Regions from separate parts of the Ovis aries genome. Here region 1 is linked to region 2. The links are chromatin contacts, called in public Hi-C maps. All regions are on one chromosome and are shown on one strand. Each heading gives the region's core, a stretch centred on a gene start, on an enhancer-like site or on the middle of the called end of the contact. The rest is flanking DNA. Distances are from core to core; before and after follow the strand shown.

Region 1 (3,691 bases), core at 197-2,696, 150 kb before region 2:
TTACAAACATATTGATTCAGTCCTCTTCTGTTTATCTGTAACTTTAATAGTGTGTGGAATTGAACTCTGAAAATTCTGGAACATAAAACAATTTTTATTTATTGTATCCATTGCTTTGAGAGCAGCTTTGAGAAAGGAAGTGAGAGGGCACAGTTTTGAAAACCTGGCAATTTGGCATCTCCTCTCCCCTTTTTTCACCCCTCCCCCACTATTTTAGCTATTTGACCCGATTAAACAACTTTGGGACGGGAGCCAGATTTCTGTATGCTAACGAGGCCGCTATTCATGCTTTAGTGCGATTTCATCCCCCCAGAGCTTCCAGGCTGCCCAGTGGAAGCTTGGCTTCGCAGAAGTCTTCTGATTTTGTCGGGGGTTCACCAGTGAGTAGTTCGCACTGGCTTGAAGCAGACAGAGACTCTCTGAACGCCTCGGGTCACATCGGATTATTCATTAGCAAAGTCTTTTCACCTTCTATCTAATCAGCTTAAGGTGACTCCAGAATCGGGTGTGCTACTCCCCGAAAGAGACCCTGGCAACATCCAGCCTAGGTTCCACAACTTTTGGCTGGTTACTCGCTTTCCTGGGAGCAAAAAGTTTGCAAAGTTCCTTTAAATCTCCTCTTCCCTAAGCCTAAAGGTCAAGGTGCCAGGGCCCAGTTAGCTCCCAAGTCAGCTGGAATCTGACCATTTCAGAAGTTTCTGGTGTGTGTGAGAAGAGAAGAGGGGGTAGTCGGGATCCGTCAGAGTGACCACCTCGCATTACGTAACGAAAGCCCAGGGAGCGAGCTTGACATCAAGACATTCCAGGGGGAGGGGAGCTGCTGTCCTGGAGTCTCCAGGAACGGCGGCGGCATTTCAAGAAGCCAAGAAGGGAAGGTGCCCGAGATAAAGACAACACTTCGGGAAGGAGAATATAAAACAGCCGCAAGACTCAGAGGATTAGCAAACGACAGGACACGTGTTAGACGAAACGGCAGCCTTTCAACTTTTGCATGGGAACAAGGGGATTTGCCGTTTGGGGGATTTAGGAACGTAACAGCAAAGCCAAAAGCTAATGAATGGAGTTCAGCGGTTTGTTGGCAATACTTAAATGTTTCTATCCAGTACTTAAATATTTTCGTCCAGGAGCGCAACTCTCTGCAGTTATTTAGAAAGTAGGGATTCAAATCAAACTAAGATACTTCTCCGTGCGTCTCCACTTTCCCCAATCCGAAAAGGAGCTGCTCGCGCGGTACTGCCCCTTTAAGACCTGCTTGCTCTCGGGCTCTACAAAAGGGAGTGACCTCTGGGCTTTGACAGCTCCCCTAATAACTACCACCGTGCAGGCTCCACCCACTTGGCGACCAGCCGCGCCGATTGGCCGGCGGGCCGGTATCCCGTACTCTGATTGGCTCTCCGCTTCCCCTGAGCGAACCTTTAGAACTCTGAGACAGACAATATTCTGTTACATTGTAGCAAAATGGCGACTGTCATTCACAACCCCCTGAAAGCGTAAGTAAGACTAAAAAATGTACATATTCCGCGTGGTTTCAATATGAAAAAAAAGGCGCCTTCTGCGTGCGGAGCGCTGCCAATGCACAGCGCTTACAGGCACCTACAGCCGTGGCGGGGCTTCTCTCTTTTCTTTCAGCTCTTACTTCTTCATCTTTTTTTTTTTTTTTTCCTAAACCCCAGCGCGCAGAAATGTCAGGAGATGCAATTAACAAGGAGAAAATTGTTACATTTGTGTTCTTTTAAATTGGCGGACCGAGAAGAGAGGGGTTGTCGGTAGGGGAGCCAGGCGCTCGCGAGCTCTACAGCTAGGGGATCGTGGGCAGCTCGGGGACAGCACGGTCCCCTGAGTCTCCCCGGCTTCGCGGGGCGGGGAGCGCGGCGCGCGGCGCGGGGGTGGCGGGGCCGGCCCTGCTGGGGGCTAGCGCTGGACTCTGGGGCCGCCTTGGGCGCACTTGGCTGAGCCCCGCGCCTCCGGAGCCCGCGGCCCCCCGCCCGGCTGCTAGGTCCTCCGGGGCGACCGGACCGCGGCAGCTCTGGAGTTTGCAGGGCGCTCTCTGCCTTCCGATCGCTTGCGGGGAGTTTGTGCAAACCTTCCGGAGTTGGGAGCACCGCAGGGGGGAGCAGCGGGTCCCGGGAGCCCTGGGGCCCAGGTGGTTGCCCGGGGCTTTCCTGCCGGGGCAGCCCCCGGGAACGTGACGGCGCTTCGGGCGGTCGCCGGTGTGTCTACGGGTGTGTTTGTCCGGGAATGGGCTGTAGTAAATGAACGACTCGGGTTAACTTGGGGTTGATTTGGAGACAGGGAAGAGCTGCAGGTCTCATAAATGGTGTTATCGGCTCCTGCGGGTAAATAGCCAAGGCGAGCGAGAGGCAGCTTACTGGGGAGCTCGCCGCCCGAGCCGGCAGCGTCTGCTCACGGCCAGAGCGAGGGGCAGGTGCCTCTGGCCGCCGCCGGGAGACTTTGAGCGGACGCCCAGATCCGGGACGGAGGGGGGCGGGCTGGGCGAGGACACGCAGGGGCCAGCCCCGGGTCCCACAGCCAATTCCTGCCCGCCTTCCTCCCCCACTCCTTTTTATCCTGGCTTCCTTCCTTCCTTCCTTCCAGTCGGTGGAACTGTTAAGCCGCCAAGTCCGCTCGCGATCGCGGAGCCGGGGGTGGTTCGGAAACTAGCATCGCTCTAACAGGGGTGCTACTGGCAGTGATGTTGGCAGAGGGGCGCTCCCTCGGATCGCGGCGCGACGTGGGTGGGTGGCTGGGTGGGGGGTTTGTGCGCCTGGGATTAGGACTTCGCAGCTGGGCTGGAAGCCGCGGGCGAGAGGAGAGAGGGAGGTGCGGGTGTGTGTGTCGGGGGCGGGGGGGGGGCGTTTCGTGCCGGATTCTCTACGGTGCGTGGCTGATGCCCACTCTGGTTCTTTCAACTCAGCGCCTCCGCGTCCGCACCCGCGGCTCCCCTAGGAGTTGAAAGCCAGGTTCGCACGCGGGGTGGGAGGAGGGCAGCGGGGGTGGGGGGGGGGGGTGGGTCTTAACGCCAAGGAAAGCGCCGAGAAAATGGGAAGTGTTTGCACCAGCTATTTCCTATCGGTAATAGGGGAAAAGGGTAGGAATGTCCCAGATTTTGGAGTTTTACATACACACACACACACACACACACACACACACACACACACACACGCGCACACACACACGAACGCTGCTAAGAGGACGTTGGAAGCTGGGGCTGATTAGAGAGCAGCTCCCGGCTTCAGTTCTCGCTCGGAAGCTCCGACACACTGCACTTGAACGCCACAGTGTTTCACCCAAGAAAACAAATGTTTTATGGCAGAATAAATGGGCGTAACTTCGCGGCATCCCCTCTCTTCGTCGCTCTCGCTAGCCACATCGCTGATGCTGTGAGTTTTTAACCGAGCCCACAGCTGATTTGCAGTTTTCACATTTCCAGCCGAAAACGCATAGCGGGGCTGATGCCTCCTGGTAAACTCAAGTTAGAGAAATCTATTTCGCCTGTGCGCCAGGTTTGTTTCCTGTTGGGAAAGCGGTACCCTCGTTACCGTGGAACCCGCTTACGCGCGGGCGGGCGCAATATCTCTGTACTCATTCCTGCCCGCTCCAGTTTTTTGTTTCTGTTTATTTTGGACCGCTGAAGGATGCGTTTTGCGGGGAGGGTGTATATGTGGGGTGGGGTTAGAAGTGCGGAAAGGGA
Region 2 (4,294 bases), core at 1,676-4,175:
TCAGTGTTCTCTGCATCTTGCATTTGGCTGCAGGGGCAAATGCAAGGTGTTTCATGGTGCAGCCATCACAGTTCAGGCAATGTGAAGATGGGCAGGGGCCTGGTGCCGGGGAGGGGCCTTCCCTGGACCATTGCCCCCAGGAATGGAGCTCTGTCTTTGTGAAGGGGAAGCCGAGCTGGCAAGAGAGAATGGTGGATAGTAAATATCCATCAGAAGGCCCTGAAGAGTGGGGCAGATGTTGGGCGAAAGCCAGCTGATTGAGAAAGAGCCTTTAACTTCACCTTTTTTTTTTTTTTTTTTTTGAATAAGGAAAAAGGGCTGGGAGCAAGCTTGTGTCCTTCTGGGTTAAATGCTCAGATAGTTTGCTTAGATCAGTTTAGCATCTTCTCGTTCCAGACCTTTAGGTCCTTGTGGTAGGACAGGCTTTGTTTTAGAGGTTGGGACACTGTGGCATGGAATTAGGCAGTGAATTTCCCAAGGGGCGTCTGTGGTGAAGCCAAGGAAAGGAACCTGTGGGGGAACCTGTTGGAACTGGCAGCATGTTGCTCCAGGACTCAACACGCACATCCATCCTGGGGTCTCAGTAGGGCTCCTGGAATGTACCTGAGGCCTTGCCAGTCTCCTTCTGCTCCAGGACCCTTGGGGACCAGCATATCTCTTTCAGATTCCAAGGGTGATGGGAAGGAAGGCAGCCAGGAACAGGGTTCTGGTTCTTTCTCTTGGGTTTTTTTTTTTTTTTGGCTGCTGTTCAATGACTGGGCATGATTGACCAGGATAATCACCACCTCCCCCACATGTTATTGAGGGAACATGAATGGTTGGGCAGAAACCCTTGGGGGATGGTAGTTGAAGGTAAGGCCCAAAGTAGAGTGTGCCATAGCCGGCCACCAAGCAAGTCTCAGGGACCCTTGGGGGGGGGGGGGTGCCTCCTAAGGAGGCAGTCCAGGCCCGAGTCTGGCCTGCGGGGGCAGTGATGGAGCGGCCTACTTCGCCTGCCTAGGGTGCTGTCCCTGCCGCACCGAACTGCCAGAACTCTACAGATGGGAGCGGGCCGCGGCCAACTTCCCCAGCTTTTGAAAATCCTGCATCTTAATTAGTTCCCTACTGCTTTTGTACATGGCCCACATTTTAATAGTCTCCCGGCTTCTTCCACCATTTGCTCTCTGATGTTCGGCTCGATTTCTCTTCTCCTCGAGACAGTCCCTCCGACTCCTCCGGCACCCTCCCAGCCCCAGAACAACTTACGGAACGCCGATGTGCCAAGCATGTAGCCTGAGATTGATGAGCCTGTCAGCTGGCTCCCTCTGGCCCCCCACCCCACCCCCGCTTCCGTCTCTCCTCCTCGCAGGGATGAGCCGGTGGAGGGTGGGGGGGTGTGGTGTGCGAGATGGGGGCACGCAGGGGAAGGGACCCGTAGAGCCCCCAGCCAGGTGTGAGCCAACGGACAACGTGACCTTCTGCCGGTCTGCAGAGGAGTCCGGCTGTGTCCTTCCGCGGGGGGGTGGCGGGGAAGGACGCTGGGCTCCCCACCCCATCTGTCAGTGCTTATCTGTCCCCGCGCGGGGGGTTGCCTGAGCGTGGTACGGCCGAGAGAATGGATGCCTTCAAGTGCATCGGGGGAAATGACCAGTCATTTATCTCTTTCCTGCAGTGTCAAGAGCTGCAGCCATCCATTCTGGAGGCCGGCAACAGCAGCTTCTTCAGCTCTTGTTGGCCTCGTGAGCCGGAGAGAGGTGGGCAGGCCCCTCCACCCCCGGCTTCGTGCCCTCCTGGTAGTCTGGGGACAGGCGCCGGGTCTGGGGGAAGGGGCCTGGGATTCTGGCACTGTCCTGTAGGGCTATGGGAGCCGGGGCTGGTCCAGGAATTGGGCAGCCGCTGGGAGTCGGCCGGGCTGTGTGCATTGTGGCTGCAGGGACTGCACGACTGGATTTTGCAGCTGGGCTTGGCGGAGCCACGTTTAGAACATAGCTTGTGAGACTGTCGCCCTGTTATACCAGGGCCTGTGCACTTGTATCTCTCCCTCCTGGAAGGTGCACAGTTTGAGTTCAGAGGCCCATGCAGTACTTCAACTATATCCCCAACACCCTGTACCCGACTTGGCACATAGTAGGTGGACAGCAAAGATTTATGAAAAGGATGAAGGAAAGAAAAGGGCCTCCTGGTCTCTGATCTCGAGCTTGAAGAATGTGGCTTAGTTCTCACTGTGGCCCTTGCACAGAGGAGGGAGCTTGAGCAGGCAAAGGGGAGCCTTTGGAGCTAACCTGGCCTTCCCATCCACTGCCCAGGCCAGTCTTGGGGGGGGGTTCTGTCCTGGCTTTACCATCTTTCCTGTCTTTGGTTTGAGCTCACAGAGGGGCCTTCAGTATGTCGAACAACTGTGCTCTGCAGGAGAAAAGGCGTCCAAAAGGAATCACAAGACCTGGGTTCAAGTCCTGACCCTTCCACCCCTGGCTGTGTGATTTTGAGCTGTCACCTAACCACCCTGGCCTTGATTCTCCATCTGTGAAATGTGTATTGTGGCAGCTGCTCTGCTTGTTTGCTGGGATTTTTCTGAGAGTCCCGCTGGAACGTGGGGCTGGAGGGCTTGGCAGATGTGAAGAGGCACCGCTGATGCCACCCCCACGTAGCACTGCTGGGTGGGCTGAGGGGACCTCAGCTGATGCTGTTCCTATCCCCAGTGTGTGCTCACTGCAGGCAGCTCACCACCCAGCTGGCAGAGTGTATGCCATGTGGCCAGAATGGGAACACATTCTGCCTTACAGTCTTTAAAAGCCCAAAGCTAGCACCTTCTGTCCTGAGAAGACCTGGCATCTGGCTATGGGATCTGCCTTTCCCAGAACCACAGCTTGCCCAAGTTCACCCCTGTGTCCCAGGACTCGGTCCTCTGGCATCTGCTGTGGGGAGCGCAGAGATAAACTTGGAAGGCTTCCTCTCTGTTTCACAAACACCTGTCATCCCATGGTGCTAGGCTGGGCCTGCCTGCTGGGTCTTTTCTCCTGCCCTTGGGCTAGGCCGATCTGCCTTCTCTAAGAACCACTCCTCTGTGAACTTGCCCTGGTGTAGCTTCATTCCTTTGTCCCTTGGCACTGGGCACCCATTCTCCACACCTGGGCTCTATCCTGATTCACTGTGTGGGGATGTTCCCTGCTCAGGGGCCAGGGGACTGCCCTCTGGATGTATCTAGCCACCAAGACGTAGGCATCATGAGGACGGGGCCCTTTCCTAAGCACTGGCTCATTGGTGGTCCCCTCACTTTCACCTTCAGTTAATTTCAGAATGATCCGATTGAGATATATACATCGTATTGTCACCCTTAGCTTGAAACTGCCCGTGTCTTCAGAAGCTGTTGTTGTTCAGTTGCTCAGTCCTGTCTGACTCTTTGTGATGCCATGGACTGCAGCACGCCAGGCTTCCCTGTCTTTCACTCTCTCCTGGAGTTGCTCAAACTCATGTCCATTGACTCAGTGATGTCATCCAACCGTCTCATCCTCTGTCGTCCCCTTCTCTTCCTGCCCTCAATCTTTCCTAGCATCAGAGTCTTTTCCAATGAGTCGGCTCTTCGCATCAGGTGGCCAAAGTACTGGCACTTCAGCGTCAGTCCTTCCAGTGAATATTCAGGGTTGATTTCCTTTAGGATTGATTGGTTTGATCCCCTTGCAGTCCAAGGGAGTAAGCATTCTTGCAGAGGCCTACACAGCCCTTCAAGGCCCCAGCACTCTCTGAACTGGGCTCTTGCTCTCCCCCTGGCTCACTGTGCTCTGGGCAGACAGACCCCAGCTTCAGAGCCTTTTTGTGCTAGCTCCTTTGCCTAGAACATCCTTTCGCGATAAGCAGTATGGCCCCCTCCCTGCTCCTTCAGGTTAGTGCTTTCCAGACCACGTTTAAATGTGGATCCACCCTCCCATCACTCCTGATGTTCCAGATTCCCCTATCGCTGGCCCCCCCACCCCCTCTTTGTTTATCTCCAAAACGATGATTGCTATCTGCCATTCTATGGGTCTTGCTTGTTTATTTTCTGTCTTGTTTCGATGCCACTAGAATATAACTTCTACGAGGGCAAGAATTTCTGTCTCTTGTTCATAGCTGTGTCCTCAGCACCTAGAACAGAGCCTGGTACACAGTAAATGCTCAGTAATTACTTGTCAAGTGAAAGAGTAGAGCACGAGCTCGTCCATGTAGTTCTGCTATGATCTCCAAATCTTCTGGATGCATCCCCGGCGAGTCCCACCCTCGGCCTCCTCTGTCCTCTGCTCCATACTTGGCTTCTTTGCTTCCATTCCCCCTGGGCCCATGT

Evidence for each region. Hi-C and Micro-C count contacts between places; a contact is called where the count stands out from the background.
Region 1: a Hi-C map of liver shows a contact between it and region 2, with 2.0 times the contacts expected there. The contact joins the promoter of DPF3 here to the enhancer-like site in region 2. A contact is called at or near these places in 2 of 16 Hi-C or Micro-C datasets (liver and muscle).

Annotation. Positions count from the first base shown.
Region 1 is chr7:82,488,402-82,492,092 of ARS-UI_Ramb_v3.0, reverse strand. It overlaps DPF3 (double PHD fingers 3), which reads left to right and starts at 1,446. Exons shown (of 11, transcript XM_012181974.4): 1 at 1,446-1,490. The coding sequence starts at 1,459.
Region 2 is chr7:82,341,177-82,345,470 of ARS-UI_Ramb_v3.0, reverse strand. All of the region lies in intron 3 of DPF3 (double PHD fingers 3), which reads left to right. Among named protein-coding and RNA genes, the nearest start is that of DPF3, 150 kb to the left of the region's middle. Within about 2 kb of position 2,925, at least 6 of the 54 cell types and tissues checked have an H3K27ac peak or open chromatin away from gene starts, as enhancers often do. A contact at or near this core is called in liver and muscle, where this site is marked.